6 separate regions of the Mus musculus genome follow, and all the other regions are linked to region 1. The links are chromatin contacts, called in public promoter capture Hi-C maps. All regions are on one chromosome and are shown on one strand. Each heading gives the region's core, a stretch centred on a gene start, on an enhancer-like site or on the middle of the called end of the contact. The rest is flanking DNA. Distances are from core to core; before and after follow the strand shown. Region 1 holds the start of Sertad2 (SERTA domain containing 2). Region 2 holds the start of Fam161a (family with sequence similarity 161, member A). Region 3 holds the start of Cct4 (chaperonin containing Tcp1, subunit 4 (delta)). Region 4 holds the start of B3gnt2 (UDP-GlcNAc:betaGal beta-1,3-N-acetylglucosaminyltransferase 2). Region 5 holds the start of Etaa1os (Ewing tumor-associated antigen 1, opposite strand). Region 6 holds the start of Ahsa2 (AHA1, activator of heat shock protein ATPase 2).

Region 1 (3,864 bases), core at 1,236-3,735:
AAGAGATGGTACCGCAGTTAAGAATACTTACTGCACTTGTAGAGGACCCCAGATTGGTTCCCACCACCACAGGCGCTCACAGTATTCTGTAACTCCTGTTCCAGAGGATCTAGCACCCTCTCTGGCCTCCATAGGACCAGAGCATGCACATGGTTCCCAGATACACCCTTACTCGTAAAGTTTTTGTTTTTGTTTTTAAGTACAGGGCGATCTTCCTTTATCTTTAAACGTCTCAGATTAGGCAGGATTGGCTAGATTGCTGTGCCTGGCGAGAAGGAGCAGGGAGACAGAAGTACCTGATGTTGGACCACACTGGCAGCTGTTGACGCTGCCACTTCACACTTTGACTAATTGGTCAGATATACCAGATTCTAGAAGTTGGTTAAGTGAAATTGTAACTCATGCACTGATAAGCCTCTAAGTCTTCAAAAATAGAACTGTGCGATATCTCACCCCAGAAGCAACTCTGGGCTGCTTTCCTCAGAACTCAGACTTTTAGGTAAGCATACATAGAACATAGACTTCAGACAACATGTGTTCGTTCTGTTGACACACTAAGATGTTATTTTAATTTTGGCTTTCCTTTTGTGCAGGAACACTGTATTTGGGTAGCCATTTGTTAAAAAATATCCAAGTGTCATAAAATTCTGTGTCTTTTTGCAAACTTCAATTCATGAATAACAGTTTCAATTCATTTTAAATTCAACAGAACTAAATACCTCTGGCCTCCCACAAAGACATCACAGGAAGATTATTGTAGCTACTATTTCAATGGCGGTTTCTTAAAGTGAGCACTCAAAGTCTAAGTGAGTGGGTAATTAGAGCCAGGAGGGGTTAGTGCTGTCTCCAAATGCAGAACTCTAGAAATGAAAACCATCTTGGCTCTCCAGCAAAATGTGTGAAAGTTTATGCCACTGAGCAAGACCTCATACTCTATGCGATGCCATTTTGTGCTATTATAATGACTTGCCAGAGAGATATACAATTAGCTGATATTGGTTATACCTCATGAAACATGTATATGAGATTTTGATAATGCCAAGGATTTGCTAAAAACAAACAGCAACAACAACAAAAACCTTTTTACTTCTCTAATTAATAAAACCTGACATTGTCTCCTTTACCGTTTAGCACACATCATAATAATAATTATTATAATTATTAGAGACACATTCTCACTATTTAGTCCTGGCTGGCCTACAACTGCCTATGTAGACCAGGCTGACCTTGAACTAAGAGAGATCTGCCTGCCTCTTCCTACCTAGTGTAGGGGTCCTACAACTGGTGATGGCTCATATTTAATTTTGATAGGATCATCAACTCGATTGATAACAAATCATTACAGAACAGTTTGAGTTGGAATAAATTTGTCTTGATGTTTAAGACCTTTATGTTAGGTCTTAAAGCTTTATTGTCCTTAAATACAACTAGTGTCATGGACCATTAAACAGCAAAGTGGTCTGAAGAGAAATTATTGATTGGAGTGGCAGCCAAAATTTTAAAGTGCCTGAATTTCTTTTGTAATATCTTTATGTAGAATGCATATGCCATTTTAAAGGTAATGATAAATGTTCCTGTTGAGCTGTCCCTGGCCTCTTAGTTCTCTTAAATTCGAACCACTTAGGCACATGCTAATACTAAGGACAATATAAAGCTCCTTGCTAAGTTTGAGTAGTTAAAAACATTAAGGATTTTTTGTTGTTTTGGGGTTTTTTGTTTTTTGTTTTTTAAATGGGAAAGATAAGGCTATCAGCGTGAAACTTGTGGGCAGAGGACCACGCCTCCAGTTCCCTGTGTTCTCCAAGCGTGGTCTCCCTCTGGTTGGCTGCATGGTCTCCATAAAGGATGCAACTCTGGTATGTCCGACCGACTCCAAAGGTACTAGTTGGTGACTCATTTCAACTTCTGTCGTCAGCTCCACACGGAGCCCTTGGCCCCTCCCCCCATTCCCATATCTCCGAGGGCCATTGGTGGACCCTATCCTCCCGCCAGCCGGCCCAAGTGGCCAAATAGCTCGGATGCCTGTCATATTTGTGGTCGCGCTCCTCTGCGGACTGTGCCAGCGCTGCCGTCTTTGTCATCACCCACTCTGTCATGTCTGTTTTCCAGTATGTGGGGGCCATTAGTGGTAGTAGTGGCGGTCCGGCTTGGGCGCTCCCATTTCTACCTCTCCTATTTAGCTTTCAGTCCACAGAAGAGGCTGCATAAGCTTGGTGTCTGTCCGCCGCTTCCTGAGAGTTCACCCTGAGGGAATCTGCATTTATGGCACTTGGGCGGGCCCGGGGCGGGCCCTGCGAAGCTGAGGCGGGTCCGGACCGGCTGGAGGCGGGGCCTACGGAGATCTGGACCTGAAGGCACGGGTGGGCGGGACCTATAGTAGGAGGTGGGAGGGGCAGGGTGGGGCCTATACTGCAGGGGCGGGGCTGGTGGGGCGGGGCCCGGCCAGGCAGGGGGTGGGGCCTACGGGGCCTGGCCGGAGCTCGCCAGAGGCTCGCAGGCGGACGTCACTCCCGCACGGCGAGTGCTGGAGCACGAGCTGTACCTCTCTCGGCCCGGGCGTCCACTCCGCCCGCCTCCTGCTTCCTCCAGGCTGCCCGCCGCCTCCACCATTGTATAATGTTCCCGACTCGCAAGCAGAGGACGCCGGAGTCGTAGCTCCGGCCTCGCCGAGCTCCCTGCTACCGTCGGCCCCGCGGCGGGGGCGCCCCGCATGGAGCGGGCATAGCTTGAGGGGTGGGCGGAAACCCCTCCGATGCGTTAGCTCCTGGTGGACCTGCTTGTGGTGAGTTCCGGGCCGAGCTGGAGGCTCCCCGGGGTTGGGCTCCGGCGGGCGAGGGGCGGTGCTGGGCTGGGCCAGGCGGGAGCCCAAGGCAGCGGAGGCCGGACCGGGCAGGTTGGGGAGCACCCGCTGGCCGCCTGGAGACCCCGACTGTCACGACCTGGGGCGGGGTCCGGGCGGCAGGGGCCCGGAGCTTTTGCCGTCACAGCTGGTGTGTGTGTGTGTGTGTGAGTGTGTGTGTGTGTGTGTGTGCGCGCGCGCGCGCGCTCGCTGTGGTGGCTCTGGTGCTGAGAACGTGCGAGACTTTTTTTTTTTTTTAAAGATTCCGGTTGCTGGCAGGGAGGCTGCTTCACTTTTGAGTTCCGTGTCTGGGTTTGCATCCAACTTGCTATATTGTGTTTCGAGAGTTTCCCGGTGGTTTTGCGTTAAAACAGTTCTCTTCACCCTCTTTTCTTCCGTGCCCAAGTGAATTGATTTTGGATCCAAATGTTTATTAAACTTAATGCCTTCCTGGTTTTTAAATTAGAAATCTACAAGTCATCTTGGTGTTAACCGCCTATGACGGGGCAGAGGGGGGGCGGTGCTGAGGGGAGCCAGCTGTCCCGACGCGTAGACTTTGTACCATTGACACTGGGCACTTCAGAGGACCATTGCGTCGAGAGAAAGTACTGAATTGTTCATATTTTTCTTAACTATAAATTGTCTTAGCTTTAGCCGGAATGGTAGCAAATCAGTAGAGTTGAAAATTGAATTGTAAGTTTCGCAAAGCAGTGAGACTGTTTTAGAATAACTTTTTGCTCGCATCTAGGTAGTTTCAGGAGTAGAAAGTCGGTTTTGCAGGCACTGAGTGGAGGGCAGTCAGCAGGGACAGACTCAGAAACGGCAGATTTTATTTAAGTAGAATCAGTCAAACCCTAGCTGGCTTTCAGGAACAGTCGTTGTTTTCAAGCTTTGTTCTTGAAACGTGCTTTTGAATTCCTAGTATTTGTTAAGAAGTGTTCAGAACCTATGGAAAAGGGCCTGGAGGTTGTAGTCACCAGTAGGATGGCCCAGGCCCTAACTGTTCAGAATTGCTTTTTGTAATT
Region 2 (3,403 bases), core at 508-3,007, 2.4 Mb after region 1:
CTTGAGAGTATGTATCCTCTGTGTTCTTTACAGGCTAACAAGAAGCTAAAGCTTTCAGTAGAATAGTATCCGTGTTTGCAAGAACCTCTCCCAGTACTACTAACAAGCAATTCTAACATCTTTGGTGCTTGCTTCTCATCACACTCAAGTATATACTCAAGTATCAACTGGTATATACGTTTGTTCGTTTTCTCTGTGTATCTGTCCTGTGATTCCATGGGCATTCATTTTTGTCAGAATTCATAATTATTCATTTCACTATCTTGTATATTACAATTTTTTTGTTGTTTTTCAAGACAGCCCTGGCTGTCTTGGAACTCACTCTGTAGACCTCCAAGTCAGAAATCCGCTGGCCTCGGCCTCTGCCTCCCAAGTGCTAAGATTAAAGGCATACGCCACCACTGGCTGGCCTGCAAAAGCACTTTAATGGTGCCATTTTCTTTCAGATCTACCTTTTTTTTAAAAGCTGTGTTAATAGATATCTGCAAATTTAGAATACTGTCAGCCGAAACTTTCCTATTCTATGTACACACTGATGTCCTTCATATCCATTATTTACTATTTCATGTTCCTAAAACCATCCCACTTACAGGGCTTCAGTCTGTCAATAGGTCTTGTTTACACCAAGTCCCATCACAGAACTAGTTGCATGTGGCTGGCAGAAAGTCACTATTCTCTCATTCAGATGGCTATGGATCCCTCCCCACATCTAGCTTTTCAGAACCAACCAGTATCCATCATCAGTTCCGTTGGAAAAGGCAAGCTCAACCGTTTTGAAACAGGAGGCAGGGAAGGTAAGGTGATAGGTGCTTCGCAGAGGGGAACAAGGAAGGGGTGGTAACAACTGCGTCAGAAACAGGTTCTGTGGAAGGTGTGCCGCATAACGTGGAAAGTACTGGAACCTTAGGGTGGGGACAGGGGCGCTAGCTGGGGTTCTAAGTAAAGTGTTATGCTGCAGGTGGCTGAGAGTTCACTGAAAAAGCATCCAAAGTGGCCAAAAACCTGAGGCCGATCAGGAGGTTGGCAGGGCTGAGCTGGGAGGGTGTGGTCCTTGTAGGCTCTCGCCCCCTCTAATCTGCCGCTAAGCTAGCTGCAGAACCGCTAGACAAGCTACCACATCTCACTCACTGGTCTGAGTGACAGACACTTCCTATGTCTAGTGTCTTACTGGTCAGTCGAGAAAAAAGAGGGTGGGACAAATAAGTATTCTCCTTCTGATTGGTCAACCCGCTGGTTCTTGTCAATTAGAGATGAACTGGGTTCTCCGCCATGTTGAATAGCGCGCTGCAAAGCCTGTTCTTTTCTTGGGATGGTCACCCAACACCCGGTCCTTCCTGTCCCTCTGTGCCCTAATATGTTGATCCAGCTAGTTAAAACGCGCTTTCTGCTTTAAGTCCGTATACCGCGAGAAGTTCTCGTTTAGGTAGTTAGACAGAAATAAAGCTAGAAACCAGAGAAAAGCTCAGTCCCTTGCCGGAGACCTGGGTGTCATTCAAGTGAATCAGTAATTGTTCCGGCGCTGGTGAGACTCCCATTGAGCAATTAGCTTGAAGATTGCGTTTTACTTTAGCTTGCTGTGGTAGTCGTTTGTGTAGCTTCAGACAGTTATGCTTCTAGAAACCGCAGGCTTGTATCAGAAACCATCATTAGACACTAGCTGGACTCGGGGTTCGCATTTGTGACAGTGAAAAAGGACGTTGCGTGCGTTATGGTCCGTCGCCACCTCCTGTAGCGTCCCTAGTAACCGAGCCCCTAGTAACCGCTCGCCCCAAGCCAGGATCTGTGAGCTAGGTGGCAGCGCCTGCACGCCGCCCTGGGCGGGCGCGGGCGCTTGGGCTTGGAGGCGGGGCGATGGCTTCGCCGCACCAGGAGGCCAGACTGGCGGCAGCCAGCCTTCTCCTGTCTGCAAATCCCATCACCGGAGCAAGGGTCGCCCAGTACGAAAGCGAAGACTCCTTAGAGTCCTTGGTAGCAGCGGGGTTGGCGGCGGCCATGGAGGAGGAGGAACAGAAGAAAGTGTGGCAGATGCGGGCGTCGGTAATGTGAGAGCCCGGAGGGGTCTGAGGGCTGTCCGATCGTCTCGGGCAGGACGGGTGGAAATGCGGTGTCCTCTGTAGACCCTCCCTGCTCTCTGCCCCAACTAAAGGTTGCTGCAAAACTTTATTGGAGAGTGGTTTTTTTATAGCTATTTCTAGAGTATGCAAAGAACAGAACTCTACTTCCTATTTATTCTCCAGTATATCTTGGGAATAAATAATTTTTTAGTTCTGATTTTTACATTTATTTTTGCCCCCCCCCCCCCCGAAGACAACTGATGTGCCCATAGTTTTCATAAAAGATCAACTTTCAGATGATAAGTTGTACTGACAAGTGTGTTTTATCAGTTTTTGTTAGGAGTGGATTTTAGCAGTCCATTAGCAAACCGTGTTTGAAGTTCAGTGGACAGATGCTCCAGATGTAGAGAAGCATCCAGATAAACAAACCGCCGAAATCCCAGTTCCCTAAAGGGATGATATGGGTGCAGTGAGATCTTTTCACAAAACATTTTCAGTATTATGTCCTGGATGTGTTATATGTTTCTAGCAGAAGGATATATATGGAGGAGGAGATTATACACACACACACATAATCTCTACCTCTGGAAAAGCAACCAGTACTTATAACCACTAAGCCATCTCTCCAGCAATGCTTTTATTCTTTAAAAATTTCATACAGTATATTTTGAATGTAACCACCCCCTCTCCTTCATCTGTTCTATTCATTTTGTGTGTTTGTTTTTAGATTTATGTGTATGAATGTGTGCCTTGGGAGTTACTGAGAGTTGTGAGCTACCATATGGATGCTGGGAATCAAGCCCAGGTCCCCTGCAAGAGCAGCAAGTGCTCTTAACAGTTAAAACATCTTAGCATCCTTTTAAATTTTTGTTTGTTTTCTGAGACATAGCCTGGCTGTTCTGGAACTCACTCTGTGTAGTCCAGGCTGGCCTCAAACACACAGAGCTCTGCCTACCTCTGCTTCCTGAGTTTAAAGGTGTGTAATAAAAACGCCCAGCTTTTATTCACTTTAAAAGCCGGGAACCTTGGACTTAAACCAGCACTCTGCTGGGATAAAGCACCAGGACGGGCACTCGCTCCCTCGACACCCTGTTCCTTAGCAGTGCTGGGGTGGGCCGAAGGGTTTGTGCTTGCTAGGCAAGTGGTGTACCAACAGCTACATCCTCGGCTTTTTTGTTTTATTTTAGACAGTGACTCCTTTGGTCCAGGATTGCCTCAAATTTGCTATTTGTGGCTAAGGATGACCTTAAACTCCTGATCCTCCTGCCTCCACCTTCCAAGTAATGGGATTAAGCGTATGGGGCCCCAGGCCTGGCCTGTAGCAAATGTTTCAAGGTTATGTAGAGTGA
Region 3 (3,877 bases), core at 1,230-3,729, 2.4 Mb after region 1:
GGAGGAGCAGGGGTATAAAAGGCATGCGCCACTAACTGCCCAGCTTTGGATAGAATTTTCCAACAAAGAGAGATAAATAGAATATATAAATTTAAGTCTTACATGACATAGAAGGCTTCAGGAGGAAATGAACCAAAAAAAAAAAAAAAAAGTTTGAGCCAGAAATCATATGTTGATGAGAAAAATACTAGCCAGGCGTGGTGGCACACGCCTTTAATCCCAGCACTCGGGAGGCAGAGGCAGGCAGATTTCTGAGTTTGAGGCCAGCCTGGTCTACAAAGTGAGTTCCAGGACAGCCAAGGCCTATACAGAGAAACCTGTCTTGAAGAGAGAGAGAGAGAGAGAGAGAGAGAGAGAGAGATACTAAAGTGTCTTATGACAAAGGGGCTTGAGCTAACTACCCCACCCCCTTTGGTAAGACCATAGATGGTTTAAGGTCGTGTTTTGCCGCGAAAGCAGTTCAGCTTACCTTACAAGAAACAAAAGCAGGTGTTGAATCGTGAAAGCCCCCAGCCAGTTATTTTTAGCATGCCTCTTAATTTTTCTGTCCCCTGATTTCTTCTCTTCTGTGCCTAAGTCTGAATGGGTAACCACTTCAGGGAATGTCAGCAACAGAGGGGCCATGGAGGAAATGTCAACAAAGACAAGAAAGCAAACTATACAGACAGTCCACCCAAGCTGTTCAGCCATGGAACCATAGATAAATCCAACTATTACAGAAAAAAAAAAAAGAATTCCCTGCGACGTCAGTGCATGAGGTTCTGCCCTGGGTGGGCAGTGAATTCAGCTCCCCAGCACGACAGACAGCAGAGATTGGCTTGCACCTCTTTCATCCCTTTCCCCGGGGAGAAGCATGTCTTCCTGCAGGCACAGTGAAGGTCTCTTTCAGATCGCTGTTTTGTCTCCTGCTTTTAAGAGCAGGAGAAGTCAGAGTACTTGCGTTAGTTATTTCTCTGTTGCTGTGATAAAACTCCATGACCATGCCGGGTGGTGGTCTCACCAGCCTTTAGTCCAAACTTTTTGGGAGGCAGAGGCAGGAGGATCACTGGGAGTTTGAGGTCTACAGAGAGTTAGTTTCAGGACAGTCAAAGCTACACAGTGAAACCTTATAACAAAAACAAACAAACAAACAAAAAACACACCACAACCACAAGGAAGGCAATTTATAGAGGGAAGAGTTTTGAGGGGTTTTATGGTTCTAGGACTTCATGATCACTGGGAAGCACAGCAGGGAAGCTTCACAACAGGTAGGCATGGAGAAGGGAGAGCTCACATCTCATATTGTGAAGAGGAAGCAGAGCACAAACTGGCTGGTAGCTTTTGAAACAAACTCAGCCTCCAGTGATATACTTACTCCAGCAAGGCTACACCTCCTAAGCTTCTCCAATCAGAGCTACCCACTGGGGACCAAGTATTTGAATGTCTAAAACTAGGGGAGACATCTCAAATCACCACAGTACCAGTACCTGTTCTCTTCATATAAGTCAGCTGTCTCAACAACCATAGAATATTTGTGTGCTTCGAGGGAGGGGTAAACTGGTCTTTGAAAAAGACGTGTCCCCCAAGGGGAGGCTTGAAAAGTTCATCTTAGTCTTAATAGAGTGAATGAATGTAAATGCTTCTCATAATTACAGGACTAAGTCCATGAAACAATTGTTCGTTAACCTACCGCAGGCATCTGGCACCTTATGGCTCTCAATTATTAACTGTGAACTACCACTGAATGAGTATTACCTATATAAACTCTGGTGGTCAATGATCATGATTATAGAAACCTTGGAAGTTTACCTAAGGACAGAGTCCTGGCTCTGTACTGGCTTCCACTGCCTTACTGGTTGACCTTGGGCTTTAGCTTCATCATCCTTTAAGTCTAGACGATGACACCTATTTCATGGGATTATGAGGATTAGTGTGGGGGTGGGGTGGGGGGGGTAAAGAGTGTAAAGATTTCACACTTTGCTCAGCAGATAACTATTAATCAGTTATTAGAATGTTTATGTTCCCTAAGAGTCAGTGGTTATGTTTATGGAAGAGGTCTTAACTAGAAGGCAGACTGGATTTGATAGGCAGTCACCGCCCCACAACTATTACGATTCTGTGCCGTCTAACTAGTGTATTTAAATCCCTAGGCAGTCAAAATATATACAAAAGGGAGGAAACTATTCATGGCACATCTCTCCTCCAACACCTTTACAAAGTGAATAAACTAGGAATAGAATTTGGAATTTAGACATGGATGTCCGTAAAAGGCCGGTTGCACCACACCCACTCCGGAACAAAGCCAGAGCTGTCACAGCTTCCTCAACAGCACTAGCAGAAGCTAAAGGCTCGGGTCCATCTAGAACGGCCACAGCCACGCCTATAAAACCTCCCGCTCCATCTCAGGCACAGGGAGGGGTGGACAGTCCGTAGCCACATCTCCGCGCGCAAGCTGCGCAGCCGGCGTGCGGCAGACAGCCCCTGACGTCACACCCGCGCCGGCTCTCCAGCAGGCCCCTTGCTCGGCTTCCGCCTTCTCTCCCGGCGTCGCTTTCTGGAAGGTTCGTGGAGGAGGCGGTCAGGGAGACCGTTACTCCACAGCAAGCCGGAATCCGTGTCCATCCGTCCTCCTGAACCCGCGCAGACGCCACCAAGGTCGCCATGCCGGAGAACGTAGCTTCCCGAAGCGGGGCGCCCACCGCCGGGCCCGGCAGCCGCGGGAAAAGCGCCTACCAGGACCGCGACAAGCCAGCCCAGATCCGCTTCAGCAATATTTCCGCGGCCAAAGGTATCACCCGGTCGCCGGCCCGCCTCCGGCGGAACGGCCCAGCCTCGCTGTGACCTTGGCCCTGGGTGGGTTGTGTTCCTTCAAGGTGGTCTCGTTTGCAGCTTTCTGCTAAGCACTCGGAGCGTGGAGGCCTCGGACACGCCCCATTGTGGGACGCCGAGCTCCTTAGTTCGTCTCCTGCAGGCATGGGCGGTGTTGGTCACATTGGCGCAGACAGCCGTTTAAAATACTGAAAGCAATGATCCTTGAGATCTGACTCTTAAGAACTAAAGCTTGGCTGTTTATCAAACCTAGTGGTAGACGACACAGTATTTTGAGCTTTCAAATAAAATTCATTTTACTTTTTCAACATTTTCAAAAAAAGTTCATTTAACTTATGAACGTTCTTTGGCTCCGTAGTACTAATCGGATAGTCACTATAAATTCCCTTAAACTGGCAGGTGGGCGACATAGGGTTGTAAAAGCACGTGGTGAAAACCAGACAGGCCGAGTTTTATTCTCAGTATGTGCTATTTGACGCGTCTGACGTCTAAAGCAACAAAGCCTTAAGAGATACTGCCAGGGTTTATTTGGGTTGGAGACAAAGATGCATGATTTGGGAAGTGGACGGGGTGTTGTTTTATCTTCTGAAGGTCCTAGGATCCAAGAAACTCTTGACTTCGCAGTGCAGCTGTAAGTTGGGTGAGGTGACAGTTGATTTGCAGGGTTGCTGGGAGGATTAAATGTGAAAGTGTATGAAGTAAACCTGACAAGTACTGCAGTCACCAGTCCAGGTGACTGGAATGTGTTGGTGCTGTGAGGTGTGTGCGCAGGATGGGCCTTAAGGAGTTGGAGACGCCAAGCTGACCAGGTGCTCCATGTGAGAGTCTTTTGGAAGTTTGGAGTGAATACCTGACACCTGGAAGTTTATTGAGTTCATTAATTACGTTTGTGGTAGTGGAGTCATTGGGATGTTGAAAGATGAATTCTAGAGTCAGATGAGTGACCAAGAGAGTGTACACTCTATTAAGAAATGAGTTTACTTCAGGCAACCATCTTAGCTAGGGTTTCTATTATTGTGAAAACACAGGTTATGTGGATTTAGTTATTAATTTATGTATATGGGTGTTT
Region 4 (3,832 bases), core at 1,124-3,623, 2.2 Mb after region 1:
CTGTACTATGTGAGAACAAGGGAAATCCAAATTATTTTAAAATTGTTTTTTGGTTTTCTGAAACAAGGTTTCTTTGTAACCCAGGCTGGCCTTCTGAACTCTGGCAATCCTCAGCCTCTGACTCTGAGTACTGGGATTAAAGGTGTGTGAACCACCATGCGATTTTTTTTTTAAGCAAGTATATCTTCAAAACCGTAAACCATCTCTGTGCTCAGGCCTTCAAAAGCAATGGGTTTGGGGTAAAGCAATTCATAAACAAATTATGTTTCTCTCAAAGACTACCTCTCCCTTAGGTCTTAAAAATCTACTATCTCTGTCGGTCAAGCTTGGGTGATTTCAGACTGGACAAATCTGACAAATCTGAACAGTTCCACCAGATGACTGGTTTTTGGCAAAGGTAAGCTGAGGCCACCAAGAACTTCGTTATGATCTCTATAAGCGCTTAAGCATCTTATTTGTCCTTAAAAACAATCTTACTGTCCAAGTATCCCATTCCCGAAACTAAATAGGGGATACAAGCCTCTTAAGGAAAAAAACATTGTCATTTATCAGCACGTGGCAGAGCAAGCCTCTAGAATGGACTCCTAAGTTTAGCAGAGAATCCGACATTTACACAAAAACACTAAATTAAGAACGGCAGGCTGAGTCCTGAGTGGGGAAAGCAGTATTCTACGCCGAGAAAGGAGTTCCAAGCAGATCTGCTGATAAACATATCTGTACACACTGCAAAGGCCGGAAATTATTCGGGCGAGTTCTACAGGGCTCCCGCACACTTCTTTGGTCTTAAAACCTAACCGTATAAAGAGCTCTAGGACCGGCGTAAAAACTCCCCGGGGTTCCATCAGCTTTCATAATCTCTATTCAAAAGAAACAGAAGTTGGACTAGAACAGGAGGGAAGTGACCGGCCTGCCCCTGAGCCGGTCCCCTATCAAGTGCGCGGTCCAAACCCCACAGAAGTGCGCTACGGCTGGGCCCCGGTCCCGCCCTCCTAGCTCCACTCAGGTCCAGTGGCCCTCTCATTAACCATCCCATCACTTTCCGAGGCACAAAGAAGTACCCTGGAAGAACCTGTAATAACACGAAGCCCATTTTCACCCATTGGCTTCGAAACCTGGAAAAAGCTACGGCTTGGCGGGGAGCGGAGGGGGCAGAAGAACAGGTTTAATCGTTTGAAGCAGTCAAGTTGGGAGACCACAGTGGGCAGGGGAGCGAAGGCCAGCCACCCTGTATTTGGGGCAGGAGCGAACATGGGGCCAGCCCAGGTTACCCAAGTGTGCATTACTTTTCAAGATGACCTCGCACGCACTATGACACTAGAGAGGAGTCTTCAGAGCTTCCTTCCCACACAAGACCCGGGAGCTCAGAGGACCCTAGGCGAGTGCATTTGAGCAGGTGCTAGGTGTTACGTCCCCAGAAGGGTCCCAGCCCCTCAGGTGCGCCCACCTGCCAGTCGCAGGGCCAGCTCCCCAGGCAGTCCTGAGTCTAGTTAATCATTCAACGCGGGCGGCGTGGAATATTTTTTAGAGGTCAACGCGAAAGGTTCTCCTGAAGTTTCACAGAAACCAGTCTTTGGGGACCCGAAGATAACAGTGCCAGCGGATGGGGGTGAAAAGCGGCAGCCAGCGGCTCACAAACACCTGATCTGCCCCTGCGGCACCCTAGACCAGCGCAGTGCGCGGGCGGGGCAGAACACCGCCCGCGACGCTCCCCCGCCGCCCAGGCCCGCACCTCGTGCGCGGGGTACAGCGCGGCTCAGGGTGTCGCTGCCCTCTCCCTGTGGGTGCAGGAAGAGCGGAGGTCGAGCAGGTGAGAAGGTCAGGAAGGAGGTGGAGGCCGGGAGACTGGGGAGAAGGTGAGGAGGCTGTAAAGGAGGGGAGAAGGACCAGGAGGTGAGGAAGCCGGACAGGAGAACGGAGACCGGTGAGGATATCCGGGAGGTGAGGAGGCCAGGGAAATGATGTGCGGAGGCCAGGAAAGTGAGACTGGGAGCGGTGAGGGGAACCCGATGGAACGTATGCGCAGACAACGCAGGAGCCACAGAAGAGCGGCGAGAGCGCGGGGCGCCCACACCGGCCGGAACTAGCGCGGCGGGGCGGGGATGCAGGGCCGGTGCCCACCCACCCGGCCCTACCTTGTCTAGGGACACCTCCAGCTCGGCGGGGCGGGGCGGAAGACCGCGGCCGCATCCACGTCCCAGCCGCTCTTGCGGCTCAGCCCCGCGACCGCCGCCGCTCTCGCTCCATGCGCAATGCGCGGACGGGCGGCCCGGCGGGGTCTGGGCGGCTCCGGCTCGCCTCAGCTCCAGCACTTGTTGCCGCGGCGGCCGCTGAGCCTTACTCTCGGCCCCGGCTCCTGGCACCGCCGCCCCCTGCCGCGTCCCTTCGGTCCCGCCCCCGCCCGATTCTCCAATCACACGCCGCGCCACCGCGCGCGTCACCGCCGGGAAGGCCGCGCTCCCGCCCCGTGGCCCAAGTTTGGGAAAGGCCGAACTCGAACCCTCCCGCCAGTTGGCGCCCAGGTCCCGCTGGGACTGCGCCCCCGGGCCCTTCCCGAGCTCTCCGCCCCTCGTAGCACTGAGAAAACCTAAGGCTTCACTGGAGCGCGCGGTGTCCAAAGATTACAGTCTCCCCCGCTCCGCCAGGAAGTAGCCTCCCCCAGAAAAACAGCTGAGACTTGAGTCCCAAACCCTGCTGAGATCCAGGGTCTAGTGTAAACTCTTCAGCTACCAGGGCGTGGCGCTTGGTGAGAATTTGCCAGCCAGCACTGGCATGTAGCTAAGTCTAGACGGCTCCGAGTGGCTTGTGAGCGGGATCCACGAGGGGAGGTGAGAAGAGGGAAACCCAAGTGCACCTGACCTTTGCTCTCAGCGTACATAGTAGCGGCAGCCACCTAGATAGATGCCCAAGGCCTGAGGGTGGTGCCTATCTGGCCTCTTCGGACCTTCAGGTTATGAAGCCATCAAAGACACGATGAGGTCTCCACGTGGTTCCACTCGGGTCTCAGGAAGTCAAGAATGCAAGATGCGGGAGGCGCTGGGTGCGGAGTTCGCTCGGCGACTTCAGAAGTTGGGCTTAGCAAGACATCTGAACGCTGAACCCCCGTGATGCCGCTGGACTGAGCACCAACCACACCCAAGCATGGATCACGCGGGACCCGGAACGGTCCCCCACCCCCAACCCAGCGCCTCCCCAGGCTCCCCAGAGCGCTACGTGCCAAGGTGAGGCCCAGGAAAAAGCCGGGGAGACCGGATGGAGAAGTTGCTCTAGTTTGTAGAGCTGGGTGGGCCGGCCGAGTCGGCACGCCCTCAACACCGAACCTAGAGCCTGGTCCCCACAACCTGGGACGCGCTTGGAAGCTGCTTCCTCTCCCCTCCATTCTTATTGCTAAGGCCTTCGGTCGACCCTCTGGAGATAATCACACTGAGAAGTTAACACTCTACACCTGTTTGCTTTTTTTTTTTTTTTTTTTTTTTTTCAGAAGGCTGTCAGATGGAGTTAGTCAAAGGGATGCCATTGACTTTCGAGCGCTGGAGATTGAATTTCAGCCAGCTCGACCAAGACCACGAAGTCTTACTTACAGCCGCAGAAAGAAGTAAGTGCGAGTTGTTTGGGTTGAGCGCAGAGCCACGTGTGTACGGTCATCCACAAGAAGGAATTCTGAGTCAGTGGTTCTGGAAATGTTAAGATTGACAATCTGCAGACCGATCTGTTCTTATGTTTGTCACTACGTTCCCAAACAACAACAACAACTTGGATTTTTATATGTTCACATAAACTGTTAACCACTGTCACTCTGAACAAGAAAGGAAGAGAAATTGTATGCTTTTCTTGA
Region 5 (3,672 bases), core at 540-3,039, 2.7 Mb before region 1:
TGAAAGAACCACGCAAGTACACCACATACAATCTTTGCTGTTTGATAAACTATGAGATTTGCCATACTTACCTGAGGAGCAATACGGTTAACAATATGTGAAATCTCATCACTGTATGCACTGGAAATCTGCTTTTTTCTTCCTTTACCTAAAGAAACAAGACATTTCTATGAATTTTAGACCAAGAATTCTAAAATCAGTTGTCACTTTTTAGGAAACAATTGTAATCAGTACAACTTAATGACTCCACCCTAGAATCAGACAGAAAAATCACACATGAGGTTCTAAAAAACAAAACAAAAAACCCAAAACCGTTGTATTATGATGTTACCAGACTAAAATTTTACCGACAATAATTCTTCAAGCACCTACCCACATAAAAATAACAACAGATTACCTAACTGCTTTGTCATTGGAGAATTTTGATCCCAGAAGATATCAGTTTGTCCATCTGGATCATTTGGAGAACTGAAGGTACAGGATAATAAATCCATTTTCACGATTTGTACTGGCGTCTCCTTTCCTGCATAAGATGACAATCATTGCTTCTAAGTGTTACGTTACTTCATAAAAGCTAAAGTCAAACAATTAATTTTCATGTCCAATACAAAGCTTGTCTCCTAAAGACAGTTACTTTAACCACAATAGAAATGTTTCAATGAAAATAATATCTTAATACTTCATAAGTTTAGCACTGTAGTTAGGAAGTGTTCTTTGAAAATTCCATAGGCCCAGGAATGATACCATCTGATCACTGAATTACTATCACCAGGCTTTAGGTACCTCCATGACGTCAGCAGATGTACAGGAAATGCATCCAAACAGAAAGCCAAGCTAAACTCTCACAAGGCCCCTCCTGTAAACTCGACCCAATTTTTTTTTTACTCCATACACCCCAAAACCAATAGTGATTTGTTTCTAGGGAAGCTCTGTCTAGAATCACTTGAAGGTTTACAATGTTATTTTTCTTTCCCAGCCTCGTTTTATTCATAGCAGAAACAAGCAAGGTAACAGACATTGTATTTTACGGACACACCCTAGGATAGAGGTTATGAGTTTGGTCCTTATTGGGATAGATATCTCTTAACTCCAAGTTTACAGAAATGAACGCGCCATCGGTTTGCTGGGCTAACCGGATGTTACACCTAGCAAGTTCCGGGAGCACACTACGGTTTCTGAGGTGGCCCTTTTTGCAAAACAAAACAGCGAGGAAAACAACAACAACCAGCGTAGGTGCCCAGTTTCCGGAACACAGTCCACGGCACAGGCCCCGCCCACAACCAGACGTTCAGAAAAGGCCCGGTTTACCGGACTCGGCTCTGCAGCCCCAGGCCTCCCGCCCGGTCTGCACCGCCAGGCTCCGCTCCCCGCCCTCTCCTCACCCCGGGGACTGCGCCCGCCGTCAGCCGCTGCCTGCCGCTGCGCCCGCCGCGCAGACCGCGTTCCCGCCCGGCGGAGCTGGGAGCTGCAGGCCGCCCTGGACTCCCGCAGCCACGGCTCTGCCGCCGGGCGGCAGTTCTTAGCAGCCGCCCTGTGCGGCGTGCTCCTCCGGGCAGGGCTGTCCGCATGCTTCCTTCGCCGACTCATTCCCGTGCCACCGTCCTTCAGCTGCATTCACATTTTGCTACAGCGGAGCAGGGCAACTGCTCGACAGAGAGCCCGCGCGCCACCGTGCAGCGCCATCTTTGCAAGTCGGGCGCGCAAAATACGCTGCTTCTAATTGGCTGCCTCCGTCTAGGGGCGGGTTACTACGCATGGTGCGGATTGGCTGCGTCAGTGTGAGGGGCGGGGTTAGAAGGCTGCGGCCAGGGCTGAGGAAACAGGAGTTTTCTGAGGTCTACCATCAGACTCGTCCAACTTAGCAGGAACTGCAGGACCCTTTTCTGGATCTGTGACAGGAACTTGGTATGTGAGACAGTAAAGAGTTCATATACAATGACAGATTCTTATTGAATTTAAAATTTAATTGATTATTTCTAAGATTCAAATGATGGTGTGTTATTCGATAATATGAGAAAATAAAGACTATAGTTTAGGAGGTAATAAACGCAATAGTTCATAGATGTTCTGTTATGTGCGTAGCTCCAAAATGTAGGAAAACGTATTAATTTAATAAACTAACAGTCGCTGGAAACTGTACATGCAAAACAGAGCTGTCATCTTAGTAGGAATAAAATAGTGTTTATTTTGAATCAAGTAATAATTTCCATGGCCAGGGAGCATTGATTCAGGTTGGCCTAAAAACATGTTTCAATATAAAAGCAATCGCACAGACTTTAACAGTCACAGAACAAAAAACAAAGCATTTGCCAGGCGCTTTGTTGGGGACAACAGGTAGTAGGTGGGTTACAGCAAAGCAGGAGATGATTCGTCCATAGGCTTTAGGTAAGGATATAATTTATGAGACCCATCCTTTCGTTGATGGAAGTTAGTGATCTGGTAACAGTGCATTCCAAAGTTTTTACCTGCTAGCCTTCAGGATGCCAATCCTGACAGCTGGGTCCTTAATGGCTACTTAGGGCACTAAAGATAGCCATAAAGATTATTTGGTTTTATATCTGTAACACTCCAGTTTCCTTATCATGAAGTGTGTCTGTCTTTTTGTTTTTCAGACAGTGTCTTATGTGTGCCCTGCCTCCTTATTTAATGCAGTCTCGCTGTGAACTCCTGGTCTTCCTGTCTCAAGCTTGTCAGTGCTAGGACCACAGGTCTAGGTCCTGAACAGAATCATCAGCGTAGTTGTGCCTTCTTCCATGCCCCAAATAAAGTGAAACTCGGAGGTTAATTGTGCTTTAATAGATTAGTAATAAACCAAATTCTAAGTTTTTAAAGAATATGATTTGCGATAAATAGTAAAACAAAAGAGTGCCAACTCTACAGAGAGAACTATAAAACACCTTAGAAATAAATTGAAGGCCAAAATAAAAAGGGCTATGCTGTGTTTGTGGTCTGTGTCACTCACTACTGTTAAAGAGTCAATTCTTCCCAAACTGGTGTATAGTCAGTGCTGATGCCCTTAGTCTCAGAGCGGGAGGCACATGCCTGTGCAAAGGGAGGATACCTTTACTCTAAGACATGGAATGAAAAAGGAAAAAGAGACAAGAAATTTCTTGATCTCTTGAAGCATAATGAAGCTGAATCTCACCCAAATGTCAGGAGAGTGGTTAAGACTTACAACAATGTTCTAGCGGTGAAGGGACAGACAAATAAATGGATGGGACAGATAAAGTGCTTAGGTGGAAGCACTGACTTACACCTAAGTACAGGCTTTGTATAATACAAATAAAAGCCATTTAAATAATGAGGAAGGACTATGGGAGATAAACAGTATAGCCAGATGGAATGGTAGCTCATATGTGCAATCCTCCCAGCATGCAGAGGGCAGAAGCAGGAGGATTGAGAGTTTGAGGCCACCTGGGTTATATTGAGTGATCTTATCTCAGAAAATACAAATGATAACTGAAAAAGTACATTTATATGTGTATTATATATATGGATTATATATAATTTACATCGATATGAATCACACATGGAAAAAAATGAGGTGACTTTGTCTCAATCCATATCCCTAAATCAAATCAAATTGGTTCTATTTTTAATTGTAAAATAGTTTTTATTTTATAAAATTATGTATACTGTCATCATGACAGAAAAAATATATTTATGCCAATA
Region 6 (3,464 bases), core at 35-2,534, 2.9 Mb after region 1:
TGAAGCCTCACCTTCCACCTGTTTCAACTCACTGATCTCACATCGGCCAGCCTCATTCTCCATAGCAATGCCAACCAGGAGCTCTCGGAGCTTCCCCTTGGACCAAATGGTGGCATCCCGCTCTGTCCTGCCAGAGAATAGAAAGACAGGTGAATGGCCCAGCTGGTCTCCATCTGAGCAGCCAGGATGCCATCCAAACCCAGACCAGGTGAGTCCTGGTATTCAAGCAGCCTCCAACTCGCAAATGTGCTTCTCTGACGAGGTTTCTACTAGGTATCTTCTAAGCCTGTTGCTCAGTTTCTTAAGACACTATTATTCACCATATAATAATGGGTAATCTTAAAAACAATGGCCCCGGGGAAAAGGGTCCAGCAATCTCCACCCCAGGAAATGGATTGGCTAAGCTGCGGCCACCTGTAACGGTGGTAGTCATTTAAATAGCCTTAACCACAATATCAGTTATCTGGCATTTCCATATTTATCTTATGCATTCTCTCTAATGTTCTCATCTAAGGGGACAAAGAGCAGCCTGAGACGTCAGTGTCCTAATCATAGAATCCAGCCTAGAACATAATTCTTTCAGGACAGCTAAGTCATCTTATGGTGCAGTCTGGGCTCTGCTTCCCTCAGCTTTCCCCAATGCCCGCCAAAGAGGCAGACATCTCCCGGTATTCCTGAGACACAAAGGGGGGCAGATAACTAGTGCAAACTGAGACAAAGCAAAGAAAGTGAGATCCAAGTCCCTGCCTTCCTACTGCACACGGACACAGCACCGTCGGCGCACGCACGCGCACTACGCATCTCAAGGCCGAGGATGGCTGGGTGAGGGGCGACCGAGGCACAGCTGTCCGGTAGGGTGAGACAGAAGTCCCTTCTGGAGCTCGCCCAACTTCAGGAGGAGCCTGAAGCCGTAGGACCAGCGCAGTTAGGAACCGTCTCCCGCCACGGGCAGCCGTGCTGCGGCGCCGCGCGGCCCTCCCAGGAGCCCGCCCGCCTGCTCGCGCCCGGGGCCCACCGCACCAGTGCCAGTTGTTCACGTTGGTCCCGTCCTCCCGCTCCTCCACGATCCAGCGCGGGTCCCCCTGGCCCCACTTGGCCATGGCGGCGCTGACGACGACGGCCCTGGTAGCGGGAGCGCGCGGGTTTCCGGCCAGAAGGTCTGTGAGCCGATCGCCCGCAGCTCCCAGAAAGTGCCAGAAGTCCCCGCCCCGGGCCGCCCCGGCCACAGCCTGCCCCGCCCCCCGCTGTCCGCTCCCCGCAGCCAGCTCCACCCCACATCGACTCTGCCCCAAGCCCGGTTACGCCCCCAATATGCCACACCTCTGGGCGCCGCCCTCTGCAGGCTTCTCCCCCACCCCACCCCCGACTTCGCCCCGCCTCTCTGCCCTAAGACCCCGCCCTATGCCTCCTGGCGCTGTCTTCTGCTAGGCTCCTCCCCGACTTCGCCCCGCCCCCCGGTCCTAAGGCTCCGCCCTGGCCCTAGCCCTCCGCTTTGTAACCCCTGGTTCGCCTTGTTCTTGCCGCTGGCTCCTGCTGCCCAGCGAGGCTTCTGGCCAGGGCTTTCTACGAACGACCGAGACTCCGCCCAGGGCTCGTACCAGAGCGGGTTGTCCATTTTCTGAGGCCCTTGGGATGGGAGCTGCGCAGGTCCCTAAGCAGAGGCCCGCGAGGGTTTACTGAAAGAATGCTTTTTTTTTTTCCATGCAGTGATCCTCTAGAGACAAAAGATCGTGCTTGCAAGTGCCTGGGATTGTGGATACAGTTACAATAAGGGTTTATTAATTCTTTCCATCGTTTTTCACCTTCTAGCAAAAACTGAAGCCACCATCTGGAAAGTGTTTCTTAGGAGATTATTTTAACAAATAAAATAGGTAGTTCAATGGGAGATGGGGAAGGACCTGGCTGCTCTGTGCACTTGCCATTCAGTGGTCTGCTTATCAGCAAAACAAGCTGAAAGGGCTATGGTGTTTATTGGAGCTATTGCATTTCGATGTGTTCTTCGAGAAGTTACATCATTCAAACTGCTGAAGCAATGCTGTGACCCCCCCCCCCAAATCAAACGGCATTGTTAGTTCAACTGATCATACCAAAGGCACAGCTGACAGAAGGCAAGACTCTAGCGATGATTGGCGTGTACTTTGTGTGCCTACTTTTCATCCAGTTCTTCTGTTTGCTCCTGATAAAACATTTCATGATAAGATTTAGATATGTTCATTTGAACCTGACAGAAAATAAGACTTCTGAGGGTAGAAGCTGCTACAATCACTAAAATGTATAAATACCAAAATATACAAGAACTACTCCCAGTAGAAATAAATTTACTGGAATGTAACTCGATTGTGAGTCTAGGAGACCAATGGACCCTGAAGCACTCTTCAGATCTGCGATTTAAAAATGACCTCCAATAAGACATTGCAAAAATGGGAAAGAAACAATGGAAAAAGTAAAAGAGTGGGGAAGGTGGCCCCGAAAGAAACTGTCCTAGAAAAAGTACTGGGTCAATAGCTAGTGAACAAAACCATGGTGTTCCCACACCCCCTGGGGGGGGCATTTATAGACCATAACAATAATTGAGACATTTAAGCAATTTCAGATGTCCAAAGTTAATTGAAGCTTTCTTTAATTTTCAAGAAATGATAAAACAATGGAAAAAGAAAATCCTTGCCTGGCAGTGAGTCTGAAGACAGCTGATCAAAGGGGAAGAAGTCCAGCCACAGATGGAAGAGAGATGACCTGGACAGTGGGCTGCAGTGGGAAGGAAGCCATGATTTCAGGACATGAAAAGTGGAGTCACACGAGGCTCACTGGGTGCTGGTGGGAGGCAGAGGGGTGTACCCTTAAACTGTAATTGTTTGGTGTAAACAGACTGAATTTGTGTCCTTCTCCAAAACATGGGCTTGATAATTGTGCTTTTAGTTTTTTTTTTTTTTTGGTTTTTCAAGACAGGGTTTCTCTGTGTAGTCCTGGCTGACCTGGAACTCACTCTGTAGACCAAGCCGGCCTCAAACTCAGAAATCTGCCTGCCTCTGCCTCCTGAGTGCTGGGATTAAAGGCGTGCGCCACCACGCCAGGCGCTTTTAGATTCTTTGTTTCGTCTATTATTGTGAGTTTGTTCACACTCATCCACAGTCCACAGTTGAGGTGTGGAGGACAGAGGACAGCGTCCCAGAGTCAGTTCTCTGCTTCCATCATGTGGACCCCAGGAATAAGACGGCTTCTACGTACATCGTGTATATAATCTTTATCATGTGTGAAAAATCACTACATTCTAGTGAAAAAGCAAGTTTGATATGTGAAGAAGTCAGTCATATGATGCAGACTCAGGCAAGACGCCTGAGGGGACACGTGATGTTTGGAGAGAGTATAGGACTCAATGGACAGGGTGCTTCATTGGTCTTGAGTCTTTGTCAGGGTCCAGCCTCAACACAGGATCGGAGTTCTCTACTGGAAGATTCATAGTGAAT

Evidence for each region. Promoter capture Hi-C pulls out the DNA fragments that hold promoters and counts their contacts.
Region 2: a promoter capture Hi-C map of liver shows a contact between it and region 1, with 4 times the contacts expected there. The contact joins the promoter of Fam161a here to the promoter of Sertad2 in region 1. A contact is called at or near these places in 2 of 39 promoter capture datasets (liver and pre-B cells).
Region 3: a contact with region 1 is called in a promoter capture Hi-C map of pre-B cells, with 6 times the contacts expected there. The contact joins the promoter of Cct4 here to the promoter of Sertad2 in region 1. A contact is called at or near these places in 5 of 39 promoter capture datasets (hippocampal neurons, liver, neutrophils and 1 more).
Region 4: a promoter capture Hi-C map of pre-B cells shows a contact between it and region 1, with 4 times the contacts expected there. The contact joins the promoter of B3gnt2 here to the promoter of Sertad2 in region 1. A contact is called at or near these places in 3 of 39 promoter capture datasets (the C10 cell line, liver and pre-B cells).
Region 5: a promoter capture Hi-C map of pre-B cells shows a contact between it and region 1, with 8 times the contacts expected there. The contact joins the promoter of Etaa1os here to the promoter of Sertad2 in region 1. A contact is called at or near these places in 1 of 39 promoter capture datasets (pre-B cells) and 1 of 115 datasets of contacts at active chromatin or transcription factors (astrocytes).
Region 6: a contact with region 1 is called in a promoter capture Hi-C map of liver, with 7 times the contacts expected there. The contact joins the promoter of Ahsa2 here to the promoter of Sertad2 in region 1. A contact is called at or near these places in 5 of 39 promoter capture datasets (the 3T3-L1 cell line, the C10 cell line, cranial neural crest and 2 more) and 1 of 9 other capture datasets (adipose tissue).

The regions. Positions count from the first base shown.
Region 1 is chr11:20,629,492-20,633,355 of GRCm38.p6, forward strand. Sertad2 (SERTA domain containing 2) reads left to right here and starts at 2,486. Exons shown (of 2, transcript NM_001038625.1): 1 at 2,486-2,782.
Region 2 is chr11:23,006,590-23,009,992 of GRCm38.p6, forward strand. Fam161a (family with sequence similarity 161, member A) reads left to right here and starts at 1,758. Exons shown (of 5, transcript NM_001363283.1): 1 at 1,758-2,037.
Region 3 is chr11:22,988,114-22,991,990 of GRCm38.p6, forward strand. Cct4 (chaperonin containing Tcp1, subunit 4 (delta)) reads left to right here and starts at 2,480. Exons shown (of 14, transcript NM_009837.1): 1 at 2,480-2,767. The coding sequence starts at 2,641.
Region 4 is chr11:22,857,362-22,861,193 of GRCm38.p6, forward strand. B3gnt2 (UDP-GlcNAc:betaGal beta-1,3-N-acetylglucosaminyltransferase 2) reads right to left here and starts at 2,374. Exons shown (of 2, transcript NM_016888.5): 1 at 2,133-2,374.
Region 5 is chr11:17,952,181-17,955,852 of GRCm38.p6, forward strand. It overlaps Etaa1os (Ewing tumor-associated antigen 1, opposite strand), which reads left to right and starts at 1,790. Exons shown (of 3, transcript NR_131915.1): 1 at 1,790-1,905. It overlaps Etaa1 (Ewing tumor-associated antigen 1), which reads right to left and starts at 1,695. Exons shown (of 6, transcript NM_026576.4): 1 at 1,383-1,695; 2 at 398-523; 3 at 72-148. The coding sequence starts at 1,614.
Region 6 is chr11:23,496,755-23,500,218 of GRCm38.p6, forward strand. It overlaps Ahsa2 (AHA1, activator of heat shock protein ATPase 2), which reads right to left and starts at 1,285. Exons shown (of 9, transcript NM_172391.4): 1 at 1,021-1,285; 2 at 1-127. The coding sequence starts at 1,100. It overlaps 1700030C12Rik (RIKEN cDNA 1700030C12 gene), which reads left to right and starts at 1,007. Exons shown (of 3, transcript NR_166706.1): 1 at 1,007-1,157; 2 at 1,708-1,831; 3 at 2,632-2,909.